Linked DNA regions of Pan troglodytes: region 1 is linked to region 2. The links are chromatin contacts, called in public HiChIP or PLAC-seq maps. All regions are on one chromosome and are shown on one strand. Each heading gives the region's core, a stretch centred on a gene start, on an enhancer-like site or on the middle of the called end of the contact. The rest is flanking DNA. Distances are from core to core; before and after follow the strand shown.

Evidence for each region. HiChIP or PLAC-seq counts read pairs in DNA pulled down with a chosen protein or histone mark.
Region 1: a contact with region 2 is called in an H3K4me3 HiChIP or PLAC-seq map of stem cell-derived excitatory neurons, with 3 times the contacts expected there. The contact joins the promoter of LOC134806941 here to the enhancer-like site in region 2. A contact is called at or near these places in 5 of 7 Hi-C or Micro-C datasets (blood, induced pluripotent stem cells, a lymphoblastoid cell line and 1 more), 1 of 1 datasets of contacts at active chromatin or transcription factors (stem cell-derived excitatory neurons) and 1 of 1 other capture datasets (stem cell-derived neural stem cells).

Annotation. Positions count from the first base shown.
Region 1 is chr13:93,741,314-93,747,616 of NHGRI_mPanTro3-v2.0_pri, forward strand. It overlaps LOC134806941 (nucleic acid binding protein 1), which reads left to right and starts at 2,364. Exons shown (of 6, transcript XM_063790634.1): 1 at 2,364-2,643; 2 at 3,390-3,528. LOC112208389 (a long non-coding RNA gene) reads right to left here and starts at 2,449. Exons shown (of 3, transcript XR_002942846.3): 1 at 2,117-2,449; 2 at 1,312-1,405.
Region 2 is chr13:93,621,737-93,628,132 of NHGRI_mPanTro3-v2.0_pri, forward strand. No RefSeq gene overlaps it. Among named protein-coding and RNA genes, the nearest start is that of CAVIN2, 280 kb to the right of the region's middle. Within about 2 kb of position 4,710, at least 2 of the 24 cell types and tissues checked have an H3K27ac peak or open chromatin away from gene starts, as enhancers often do. A contact at or near this core is called in stem cell-derived excitatory neurons, where this site is marked.

The DNA.
Region 1 (6,303 bases), core at 1,114-3,613, 120 kb after region 2:
GTCCATCATCTCAGAGTAAGCTTATGTTTAGGCTGTGAAAAATGAAGGCTTGAAGAACAACAGCCTTAGAGAAAAGAAGACCATGAAGTAATCTTGTGTATGTATTAAAGAATCAGCAATATAATCATTATGACCTAAATGAGTAGACTGAGTGGCAGATCTATTTCACTGAATGGTAATATAAGAAAAGATATCTGCATAGCAATAATTGTCTCCTTGACATCTCCTTTTTCTTTTTATTAACCACACCTTTGGGAGTGATTTAGAGGTAGCTGAAACCAACTAGCCTGGGCTGAACGGTTTCTGTATTGCCCAGACCATCTTGTTTCTCAAGGCTGCCTTTCGTTTTGGTTAATGAGAAAGCATATGGTTGCCATTTCCTTTCTGAGAACTGCTGAGTTAGTAGGGAAGGAAGTAGATGTTCAGCTGAGTTCTGTCCTGTGGGGGAAGGGAAGGGCTGAGCCACAGCTTGGAGTACCAGCTTCTGCTTTTGTGGGGCTTGATTTTCTGTGTCTGATTTCTTTTTATAAAATGTTCATATAATTAGCCTGAACAGCCCAACCTAATCCCTTTTCTGGGGGCAAATCATTGAGAGTTGAGTGGCAAACTTTCTTTGCCCAAACTCTTGGCAGTAACTCTTAACATTCTTAATTGGTTTCCTGTCTATTCTTAATCTTTTGAAGATCTTGTCAAACCTTAAAAAAAAAAGAGCTCTGCCTTAAATATTGCTTCTGTGAGAATATTTTACCTGTTTAAGAAAATACAGCTTTGAGTACAATCCAATTGAAGTGTCAAGTCCTGCCAGATAACCATGGTAGAATTAGAGCTTCTGATCTGGATTGGGATTGAGGTTGGACGCTGGCTCTGCCATTAACTGGCATGTTTCATCATTTGTTTTATTTGATGTTGAAATTATGCTTATAATTTTATTTTACACCACTTTCCAGTATGACTATCAGTGTCTTTGGCACCTTAGGCTTTATTAGTTCATGAAATGGAAGCTTCTGTTTCCTTAAAAATGCCTTGACTCTCTTGCTAATGTTGTGATAATGTTTGCAACTCTTTCTAGGGCTATAATATCTATGCTGCTTGTTTGCAAATACTTGGGAAGTGGTGGTTGATCTAAAAATACTCAGAAAGAATGGGGAAAAAATTAAGGCTTCTGACACTTTTCCCAACATTTCTGTTACCATCACCAAGAGTTAACTAGATGATTCTTTAATGCCCCACTACTTTATTCTGCTATTTTATTTCTTCAGTCTGTTTTTGACTCTTATAATGACACCACTGCAAGTCAAGTCTAAACATTACCTTTAGGCTGGAGAGCTCTGGGGTCAAGATTGACTAGATTTAAAACCCAGTTCAGCCATTCTCTAGCTATCTGGTCTCTGGTGAGTTCCATCGCCTGTAAAATGGGGATTAAAAAGGGGAAAATACTGAGTATGTACTATTTGCTAGGCACTAGTTGGACAATTTATGATCCATTTAATCAGTCTTCTGCTAGGCAGGGATCCCCATTTTATTATGGTTAAAAAGCTGTAATAAAAGCCAGTTGACCTAAAGATCTCACAAGTAAATAGCTGGAGCCCAGGTTTGTCTCTAAAGCACATGCTCTTTTCACTACGCGACATAAAAAAAACTTTATTAATCTTTTTTTCCAGATTATGTTTCAAGGGTTCCCACTGCTGTTGAATAATTAATTCCTTTTAGATGTACAAAAGCAAGTGCAAAGTAAAAGAAGAAAAGCTAAATGGGGAAGGTGTGTAATATGAGAGGCAGGGGGTAAGGAAAAATGAGAAGTCTGCAAAGGAATTTACGTCCTATCTGCTTAGCATTACACAGTGGAAGGCCACGTCAGACATTTGTGTTGCAGTCCTGCCTGCTCAGGGGTTGCTGGGTGACCTTCTGCAAATTACCTCATCTTTCTGGGTTTCAATTTAAGTATGCCTGAAATGAGGCGGTTGAATTGATCTCCAAATTCCCTTCTGGTGCTAAACTTCCAGCCTTGTAGCCACTGACGCCTTCACCATCCCAGCCTGTTTTCCCTTGGTACCGGACCAGCTGCCCTTGCCCGAACCCTGTTCTTCCTCGACTGCGAACTTTCTAACGTACTCACAGGTTCTAAACTCCACCGTTCCTCGTGACCGAGGGACTAAAGGGCCCGGGCAGGGGCTCAACTCTGAGAGAAAAAAAGGCAAGAAAACTCCAAAGTTGGACAGCAAGCGTCAGAAGACTGCACAGCAGGAAGGCGAAACCGAACAGAACTGCTGCTGCGCGGCGACAGCTGAAGTGGGCGGAGAACGGGAGGGCGGGGGAGGCGGGGCCGAGAGCGATTGGAAGGACGAGGGGGCGGAGCCCGCGCTGACAGCCCCCGGGGAGGAGCGAGGGAAGCTCTGCGGGCTGCGGCGGCCGGGTCCCGCCCCTTCGCTTCCCCTCCCCAGCACCAGGCGGGCGTGGCAGCAGGCGTGCCGACGCAGCGTGACTTCACAAGGGGAGGGGCGGGCCGAGGGTCCTGCCGGCGCGCGGGCGTGTTCATCAGTCGCTGTTTGGGACGCTGGGCGTGCGGTGTTCTGTCTCCGCTCCCGTTTCGCTGTCACAGCCCGTTCCTTCCCGGAGCCCGGGACAGGCTGGGCGCGCGCCCGTGTGAGTGAGCGGGACTCAGGGCAGAAGTGTCCCCTCACTGCGTTTTTTTTTTCCTTTTATCCAAAGAACGGGGCAGTTAGTACGCTTGCCTTCCTGTCGCCCGGTTGGGAGCGGGGTTGGTGTGCGGAGTGGTTCGCCTTTTTTTCTTTAGAACTTGTGAGCCTTTTTTTTTTTTTTTTTTTTTCTTTTTTTAGGCTCAGTGCTGTCCGGGCTGGTTTGCCCGGTCCCTGACTAACCGCTTTCTGCCCCTTCTCTCGCCACCCCTGCCCAAGGTCGCCCCTCTGCCTTCGCCCCTGTCCCGGGAGGGTGGGAAGCTTTGACCCCGCCCTGCCCACTCGCGTCTCCGCAGCCGTAGCCGCGCCTGTCCCAATATGAATAGGGTCAACGACCCACTTATTTTTATAAGAGATATTAAGCCCGGACTGAAAAACTTAAATGTCGTCTTTATTGTCCTGGAGATAGGTAAGTGGGGTTTGCAGCCTACTCCACCGCCCGCTGTGCCTCCCGGGGCGGGAGACAGGGGCGCCGGCCGCTGCGCGCCCGGGGCTCCACTCCTCCTCCCTCCCCTCCCCCACCCACGTGGCTCTAGTGGCCTCCGCCCGAGATCGGATCCTACCTGAGGCGGGAGCCCTGGGCTTGGTCACTTCCCACCTTCCAGATGTATTAAAATACCGGAGGAGGAGTTAGCCTTTCTGGATGTCCTCATTATCTAACAACCCCTCCCTTTGATTTTTAAATCCTCACAGGACGCGTGACCAAAACCAAAGACGGCCATGAAGTGAGATCGTGCAAAGTAGCAGATAAAACGGGCAGCATCACTATTTCCGTGTGGGATGAGATCGGAGGTCTTATACAGCCAGGGGATATTATTCGGTTGACCAGAGGGTAGGTGTGCAAAAAAGTCGGGGGACCTAATAGTCTGCAGAATCGGGATTGGCCGGCTCCTGGGATCTTGGCAAGCCCTGAAGTCCCCCGCCTTTTCTGTGGGCCACTCTTGAGGAGTTTTGAACTCCTTTGGTGTTAACTTTGGGTGGTGGGCAGCGCTGGGATGTAACAGACCTTTGCAGTGAAAGGCAGTCGGTTTCAGCTGGGAAATCCGCGCCTCTACCCCGGTTTACAGGTTAAGTAGATTTTTAATTATTATTTTTTGGGACCGAGTCTCGCTCTGTCGCCAAGCTGGAGTGCAGTGGCGTGATCTCTCCTCACTGCAGCCTCCGCCTCGCGGGTTCAAGAGATTCTCGTGCCTCAGCCTCCCAAGTAGCTGGGACTACAGGCGTGTGCCACCACGCCCAGCTAAGTTTTGTATTTTTAGCAGAGACGGGGTTTCAGAGTGTTGCCCAGGCTGGTCTCCAACTCCTGACCTCAAGTGATCCGCGCGCCCCAACCTCCCAAAGTGCTGGGATTACAGGCGTGAGCCACCACGCCCGGCATAGATTTTTAGTTCTATTCTGAGTCAGTGAGTCTTTTTAGGAGACTGGTATAGTCCATATTTTTTCTTTTTTATAAGTTGTTTTCTCTAGTGTAGTTGTTTCCCACCCCTTCTCCATTTTTAATGACTTGAAATCCTGGCCAGTATTTTACATATGTTATTTAGAAATGTGGACATAAATGAAAATTATAGGTAAAGGATTTAGCATATTCTGTGATATGTCAAATTTGTACTTGGAAAAAGAGGGAAACTTTACAGTATCTGGAAGGCTCATTCTCCAAAATTATTTCTTGTGTCTTCTGCTGTAAGGTGGATGTTGCGCAAAAACCAAAGGGGTACACAGAAAATGTTTGGCAGAAAGGCATCTACAATACCTTCATCCAAAAGAGTCAGTTGGCGGATAGGTGGCTTTAAAAAATACTAGAACTTTTTTTTTAAAAAATAGATTGCTTTTAGAAATTTACCAAATTTTTATCTTAGGAAGATAAAAGGGCAGAAAAGGATCTTAAAAACAGAATTTGGAAGCTTTTGAGATCAATAAAATTGTAATAATTTATCATTAACTGCAGGGAAAGTGGTGGAGATTGATGTTGGCCTAATAAGTAGAATCTTAGAAGTATTGGAAAGCACTGAGAGTAGGAGCTTAGAGCTCCTTGGTGTTACCTTGCAGGCTTACAACATCTTCAGGAAGTGAGGTAAAGTGTCATCAAAGCAGGAAGTGAGAGTCAGGACTTAGACATTTTCTTCTCATACACTGACTCATGACAGTAATTTAAACTTCCACATCTTTAAAAAACAAAAGAGAATTCCTTCTTAGGGAAGTATGGTGAGGATTGATTAGTATAATTGGAGTTTTTGGCTCCCCAAATATTTTTCACCCAATGATTGAAAGTATTTTTTACGCTAAAAACGGCATCTTATTTCAAGTATTTCATGTTCTGTAGTGACAGTCATAGGTGTTTGCATCAAAAAAATTATTGGAAAATTAAACTTATTAGTTAGGTACTATAGAATTTTAAGGGGAACAATTACCTGGGAGTACAATTTAAACGAAAATTAAAAACTATAGAAACTCTATTTACTACTTCAGTATGACCTTGAGAAGTTACTACACCTCATACTTCAGCTTCCTCTTCTGTGAAATGGGAATAATTATACCTTATTTACCAAAACAACACACTCAGCTTGGAGTCTGGCTCATTCTAAGGCCCTTAAATTCTGGTTGAATCTAAGAAAAGTAGCTTTTGAAGAAAAACATACCTAACATCTAAATAATGGTTCAAATATCAACATGTTTATCAGAATACCCTGAAAACTTACCTCAGTGTTCTCATTTCTTAAAGTGAATGTTAAATATTTTAATTGTAACCAAATTTTTTCTCAAAATACGGGTTAATTTTTATTTTAGTAAGGTGAAATGTTAATGCACTGTATCCTAAGCCACTCTGTATAACTTAAGAGTGGTGAATGGTGTCTTTAATAAATAACCCTTTAATTAAAATAAAGAGAACTGTATAGTAAGTTAAAGTCATGAAGTTACCATAGTAGTTGTACAGAGAACCATTGAGAACCAAACCTTGGATTGATTTTATAATATTAATTTACCTTTTTCTTAGATATCTAGGATTATTTTATGTAGTGATGCTGTCTGCTTTCAAAATTGTTCGGAGTAAACATTTGCCAGTTTGTTTACTACAAACCCAGCATGGTATTAAAAATCACATGTTTGGAAAGGCAGATAGGTGAAGATTTGTGACCTTAGTGTTTTTTTTAGCACTTTGAAATTCTACCAGATCTTCGGTAGCTTAGGAATCCTGTGTCTTTTATGGAGGCAGAAGGAAAACTGTTATATCATTATTTGACTAGACTGTAAATGAAACATTAGGATGATTTTACATATCTTGTGGCTGAAAAATAGTTTCTGTTTAAATTTCTGCAATTAAAAGCTTTTGTTTTGTTAATTGACTAAAGATGTGATCATTGGGTATAATAATACTGGCTTTGCGAAAAGACTTATTTTCCAGAATTTGTTATGATTTAGATAATTATGTCAAAATTTGACAGAATTTTTGTATTCTTTTGTAAATAGCAAGTTATCAAAGTTAGATTTATTGTATTTGATTTACTATGGTGGATAGAGAGGGCTTGATCCTCACTTCTACCTTAATACAAAAAATATATAGTGTGAAGATTTACTCGATTTAAATAGAAGAAAATAAATATATTTCTAA
Region 2 (6,396 bases), core at 3,460-5,959:
CAAGTGATCTTCCTACTTCAGCCTCCCAAGTAGCTGGGACAACAGGCATGCACCATCACGCCCAACTTATTTTTGTATTCCTTGTAGAGTCAGGGTTTCTCTGTGTTGCCCTGGCTGGTCTTGAACTCTTAGGCTCAAGCGATCCTCCTGCCTCAGCCCCTCAAGCAGTGGGATTACAGGCGTGAGCCACTGTGCCAAGCCAGAACACTTATTTTTCTAAGATAATATGAACCTGAAGTAAATGACAAATTTTAAGTCATGTAAAGTGTCAGGGGAAATATTTATTAGTGGGACGTTGCTCTATACTTGTTGCCTTCATAATTAAATAATACACTGAAGTCTCTACTTCTTAATAGTATCTCTTCCTTCTCATTAGACAAGATGAAGAAATTATCTTCTCACACTTTCCTGCACCTCTTTTCTCCATAATTTCCCAATTTGGGCTGGGTAAACTCTATTTTTTTGTTGTCAAGGTTAGTAATTTACGTTCAGTCCTGTAACTGTAAATAAGAGCTTTGGTGGTATAATTAAACAAAGTATTTGGTGAAGAACTGAGCGGTGTGGTCGGTCAGCAGGAAAGACATGTCATCCTCTGTGACTAACTTCATGTCCTTATAAGGACAATCATCAAGGTCAAATGCATCCTGTTCTCTAACATGCTCAAAATTAGGCAATGTTTGGTTTATTTGTGTGTGTACATGGCTTTCTTGCAAACATTTTTGTTTCTTTGAAGGTTGTATTGGCCTTACCTTATTTCAATTGTTAGAGGAAAATAGGCTCATTTGTCATATCACTAGGATATGCCCTCTTGACCATACTATTTATTGAATGGTGCAGTGTGGACTCCTTATGGCTTTGCTCTCCATCTGTCATGGTGGGCTTTGTTTGCATTGCACTGCTTGGCTGGCTTCCCTCTTTGTTATATCTTTGTAAGTTTCCTCCTTAATTGGATTTGTCTATGTGTTTTGTTGAACATCCTTAATAATTTCAGAAATAGTGGTCAGGGAGTATATTTTCCAAAGGTTGGCATGACTGAGATGTCTTCTTGTTATTCTCCTTTGATTGAAATTTCATGATGAAAATGTTCCTTTAATTTCTCTCAATAGCTCATAGTAATTCCTTATTTTTATCTAGTACAAATCACTAGAATTAATGTTAGTTGTGTCTTGCATAATTTCTGTTAAGATTATTTTAGTACTATTTCAATATTATTTTTAAATAAAACAGATTATATGAGTAAATTATGGTCTTAAGTGAATCTTTCTGGCTGTTTCCAGTAAAAAGTAACCCTCTCTCATTTCCTTTACACCTTCGTATAACAACTAGACATTTTCTTCTCATATATTCTATTGTATTTCTGTGAAACCTTCTGGAAAGGTTTTTAAAGCAGTATTTCTGTCATCATTTTGTGAGTCCCATTTTCACAACTCACTTAGAAGCGAAATGTTTTATGAGAAACTGTGTGGGGCCTAGAATGAGTAAAGCACTAGTCTTTGAGCATGATTCAGAAAATTAAGTCTTCCAGTAGACTTAAAGCTATTGTAAGGCCCATCTGTGTGCCTAAGGAAAGACTCCTTAACTCACTGAGAAAATGCCTATGAGCGTAAGAAAACTCCTTTTCTCCTCTATAAAATAAAGAAAATGGTTAAAGTTTTACATGTATGACCCGATCCTTTGCTGTTTACAGCAGAGAAATCTGTGATTCTCCTGCTGATAGAATGAAAGTTACTTTTAAATGGTTAGAATTGAAAAATGCTCAGATCAAAATATTTGCTGAATTTTCCTCTCAATAATACCTGGGTGGATATGTAATTATTTCTTGGCCTGCTGGGTGAAGTAGCCCACAGGGTTTTGTCTGTCTTCACACATACGGAGAGGACTGTACCGTGGTCAGAACGTGGCTCCGAGGGCCTGACTGCATGGGTTCACATCCTGCCTCTGCTACTACCTAGCTGAGTCACACTGGGCCATTCTGCTTAAACTCCCTCCAACTCTGGTGTCCCCTGAGCCTCAGATGTCCCCTCTGTGAAATGAAGATAACACTAGCACTTAGGCTGTGAGGGAATTGTAAAGGTTAGGTGAGTTAGCCTCTGCAGGGAGCTAAACACATTGCCAGGCCCCTGACAAGCCTCTGGGATGTCTGCTAGCATCATTATCATTCAGTCATGAATTAGGCGTACATAGCTCACCCTCAAGGAACCCTTGAGGCATATTCATGTCTAAAAAAATGAGGTCATTTTGGGTTGATGGGGAAGGAGCCTCTGGAAGAGATAGGGTTCCTTTTCAAAGCTTTGCGGGGTGAGAGTGGAGAGGATGCATCTACAATGACAACAAATGCTGTTGATGGGCTCTAGGAGATGTATGGGAACGGGGCGTGGGTGAAAATATGAACCTACCCAAGTGTGTGTGTGACCAGTAAAGAGAGTGGAACATTAGAGATGAGAAAGGGAAATCCTTATAGAACATTCAAAAGATACAAAAAACAGTAACAGTACACCAATGCTCTAGAAAAGAAAATCTGACTTCACATAGGCATATTAAACATCCCACCAATACTTGAAATGCACTGAACTAGTAGATAATTGAAATAAGGTATTTAAAATTGCATAATAGGCTGGGTGTGGTGGCTCACACCTGTAATCCCAGCACTCTGGGAGGCTGAGGCGGGAGGATCAATTGAGGTCAGGAGTTCGAGACCAGCGTGGCTAACATGGCGAAAGCTGTGTCTACCAAAAATACAAAAATTAGTTGGGTGTGGTAGCGGGCACCTGTAGTCTCAGCTACTTGGGAGGTTGAGGCAGGAGAATTGCTTGAACCTGGGAGGCAGAAGTTGCAGTGAGCTGAGATTGAGCCACTGCACTCCAGCCTGGGAAACAGAGCAAGACTCCGTCTCAAAAAAAAAAAAAAAAAAGATAGATAGATAGTGATAGTTGGATAGATAGATAGATAGATAATGATAGAGATATTTGGTTGGCCATTGATAAGACATAATACAAAGAAGAGGTTGACTGAAGAAACCACTGAGATCCTTCTTTCTTAAAGTCATTCTTTGTGTTTCTAATTTCTTATAAAAATAGCTCAATATCTAGAAACAGCTTGTCTTCAGAGAGGTAAGCCCAGATATATACAGAAACTGCTGTACTTGTGGTATGATATGGAGGGTGTGGGGATTAAATGAGATTTTAAGTGCCTTGTCTATCACTGATACACAGTAGGCATTCAACAAATATAAATTTCCTTAAAATCTAGCATTAGGTTAGTCTTTGGATTCTTTATTTAGTCCTCCTTAAATATATTTAGTTCATTCTTTCATTCCCTTTTTTTTTTTTTTTTTTTTTTGAGACAGAGTCTTGCTGTGTCACCCAGGCTGGAGTGCAGTGGCACGATCTTGGCTCACTGCAACCTCTGCCTCCTGGGTTCAAGCGATTCTCCTGCCTCAGCCTCCCGAGTAGCTGGGATTACAGGCATGTGCCACCAGGCCTGGCTAATATTTTTTCTGTAGAGACGGGGTTTCACCATATTGGCCATGCTGGTCTTGAACTCCCAAGTTCAAGTGATCCATCTGCCTTGGCCTCCCAAAGTGCTGGGATTAGGGGTGTGAGCCACCATGCCTGGCATCTCCAAATATTCATTGATGGTTTACCATGTGCCACACCCAGCACCAGCCCTAGGGGTACAGGGTGAATAATAAGTCCCTGAACCCAAAGAACAAGTCTGGTGACTGACAGTGTTAGTGACATCACAGAGAAATGTCTGCTGATTGGAGGGATCAGATCAGGAACCTGTAGGAAAGAGTGGGAGACAAAGAGTCAGAAAAGGGTTCAAGGTAAATCAACGGGGTTTGCAGGCCCCTCAATCTGCTTCTCATTGTAGCCCGGAGCGGGCCTCGGTACCATCCCTGTAGCTAGAGACTAAGTGGGGAATGGCATCCCCTCCCTAGCTGTGGCTCTAATCCAAGTGTAGTGATGCCTTAGAAACTGCTGCCTGAAAACAAAGAAAAAGAAGAAAACAATAACCATAATGAAATAAAAGCCTTAAAGCGAAAGAAAAACAAAATGTCATGATTTGTGCATTTTTCTGCAAAACCGATTTGTTCTGTGGTGGAAGATAGAGTCTGCGTTTGATTTCTACAAGACATGCAGTAATGGGTTATGTACTCCAGGGAAAAACTATTCTTAAGGGAGTGAGAACGTGATGGATTCACTTCCTTGGTGAGGTTTACAATATGTGGCAGTTTCAGTGCGAGCAGGTATTTGGTCTATAAACTTGGAGAGCCAGGCATTAGTGGGAGCTCGTTTCTAAATGAAGAAGAATGCAGCTCTCCCTCTCACTCTGGTTATTAGTCCTTCTGGGGATAAACAGGAAGATTAAGTGTTTTCCTGATGTTGTGTTTGCCTGTCACAGTAATGTGCACACACCCCATTGGCAGCACCTTTACGTGGCGCCGCAGACTTGCTATTTTTGTTGGAAGGAGCTGTTCATTGAGAGGCCTGGGTCTGATTCCGTGCTGAATGGTGTCGGGGTTATTTCCACTCTTTGTTCAAATGCTGCCTCTCAATTAGATGCTCTACGATTAGCTGCTTTGCAATTAGAAACTGGATCTGTGAACATCCAGTTTCTTGGTCCCCGGAGGACATTTCATGTCCTCACTCCTCAAAGCCTGCTGTTCTGCTTGTTGCAGTTTAAATGGTGCTAAAGAGAGGCCAACCTGCCAGCCAGCTGGCTTCCCGGAGGACCTTGGAGGCTGCCCGCGCTGGGGCTGCTGGAGACCTGCTCGGCTGGGCACGTGTGGGGAACTTGAATTGTCATCTCTGTGAGAAGTGACTTCATTCTAGGGGGCTTATTTGTGTTAACTAATCTCTTAAAACACTGGCTGGCTGATAAATTAAAATGCCAATTTATTTATTTACTATTAGAAATATACTTGCTAAGCAATATATCTGTGTCAGCCATTCAGTTTGTTCTCTTCACACAAATAAAGCCTATTTGGGGCCGGGCAGGGTGGCTCACGCCTGTAATCCCAGCACTTTGGGAGGCCGAGGTGGGTGGATCAGGGGTTCGAGACCAGCTTGGCCAACACGGCGAAACCCTGTATCTACTAAACATACAAAAAACAAAACAAAACAAAAAAACTAGCTGGGCGTGGTGCCAGGTGCCTGTAGTCCCAGCTACTCCGGAGGTTGAGGTGGGAGGATGGCTTGAGCCCGGGAGGCGGAGTTTGTAGTGAGCTGAGATTGTGCCACTGCACTCCAGCCTGTGCAACACAGCGAGACTCCATCTCAAAAAAAAAAAAAAATCTATTTGGGAAACCAAATTATAGATCATATATTTCGTAGTGAGGGAAAAAGAGACTCCTGTACACTGCTCATTGGAATATAAATTGAGACAAGTTTTCTGGGCGGCAATGTTTTATTATTATGTGGAGCCTTTCCATTGGACAAGCATAATGGATTCCTCATTTGTGTCTCCTATCATTACTTAAAAATTTATTTGGTGGTGGAAGCTTCCCCTACTCACTGGCTGAGAACTTGGATGCCCCTCTGTTCTGCTTGCTCTTGGGGAATAGATTGGCCTATGTTCTAAGCCACAAATGCTGGCTTGATTCAGAAATTAAGAGTATACAATCCAAGCTATTAATCCAACTTCAGTCTTTTTTTTCACAGGTAAGACATTTCCTTTCCTTGTCCCACCTGAGGTTTGTGTTCGACGGGGCACCTGTTCTTTGCACCGTGGTTTTGGTCACCTTCTCTCACTCCTTTCTTTCCCTCTTTCTCCTTGTTAATTGCATCTTCTGGCCTCTCAGAGGATGGGACACAGCAAAGGAAGAAGTCACTAAGCCTGTGGTGGGAGATACCATGCTCCCCTCTCTCTGGTGATGGGCAGGCTGTCACAGCATGGCTTAGCTGAGGACATCACCTCCCAAATCCACTTCTTCCACACTCAGCACTTGTTTAGTCTTTGCCTGAGTGATCTAAAGTAGAAAGCCTAGCTTTTTTGTCTATCTTTTGAACATTTTGTTCAGGCACCTAACTTCGGTGTGGAACATCTATTGCATGTATTTTACTTTGTGTGTGTCTGTCATGTATTTCCTCAGCCTAAATTCCTAGAACTGGAGTTGTTATGCTCATGAGTGTTAGTAAACCTAGCAGTTAAGAGTGTGGGTTCTGGAGACTATTGTTTCCAAGTGGCAGGGTCAAACTTTAGTTTTAACATCCTGAAATGTTGTATATGCATTGAAAACTTTAAAGGTTTTCATAACAACAGCAAATACTTATTTGGAACTTCTACTAAGTTTAATTTTTCAACAATCCTATGAATTATGTGTTATCATAATCTCCATTTCGCAGATAAACCAAGGCAAAGAAAGACTCAACAACTTGCCTAGAGTCACACCAA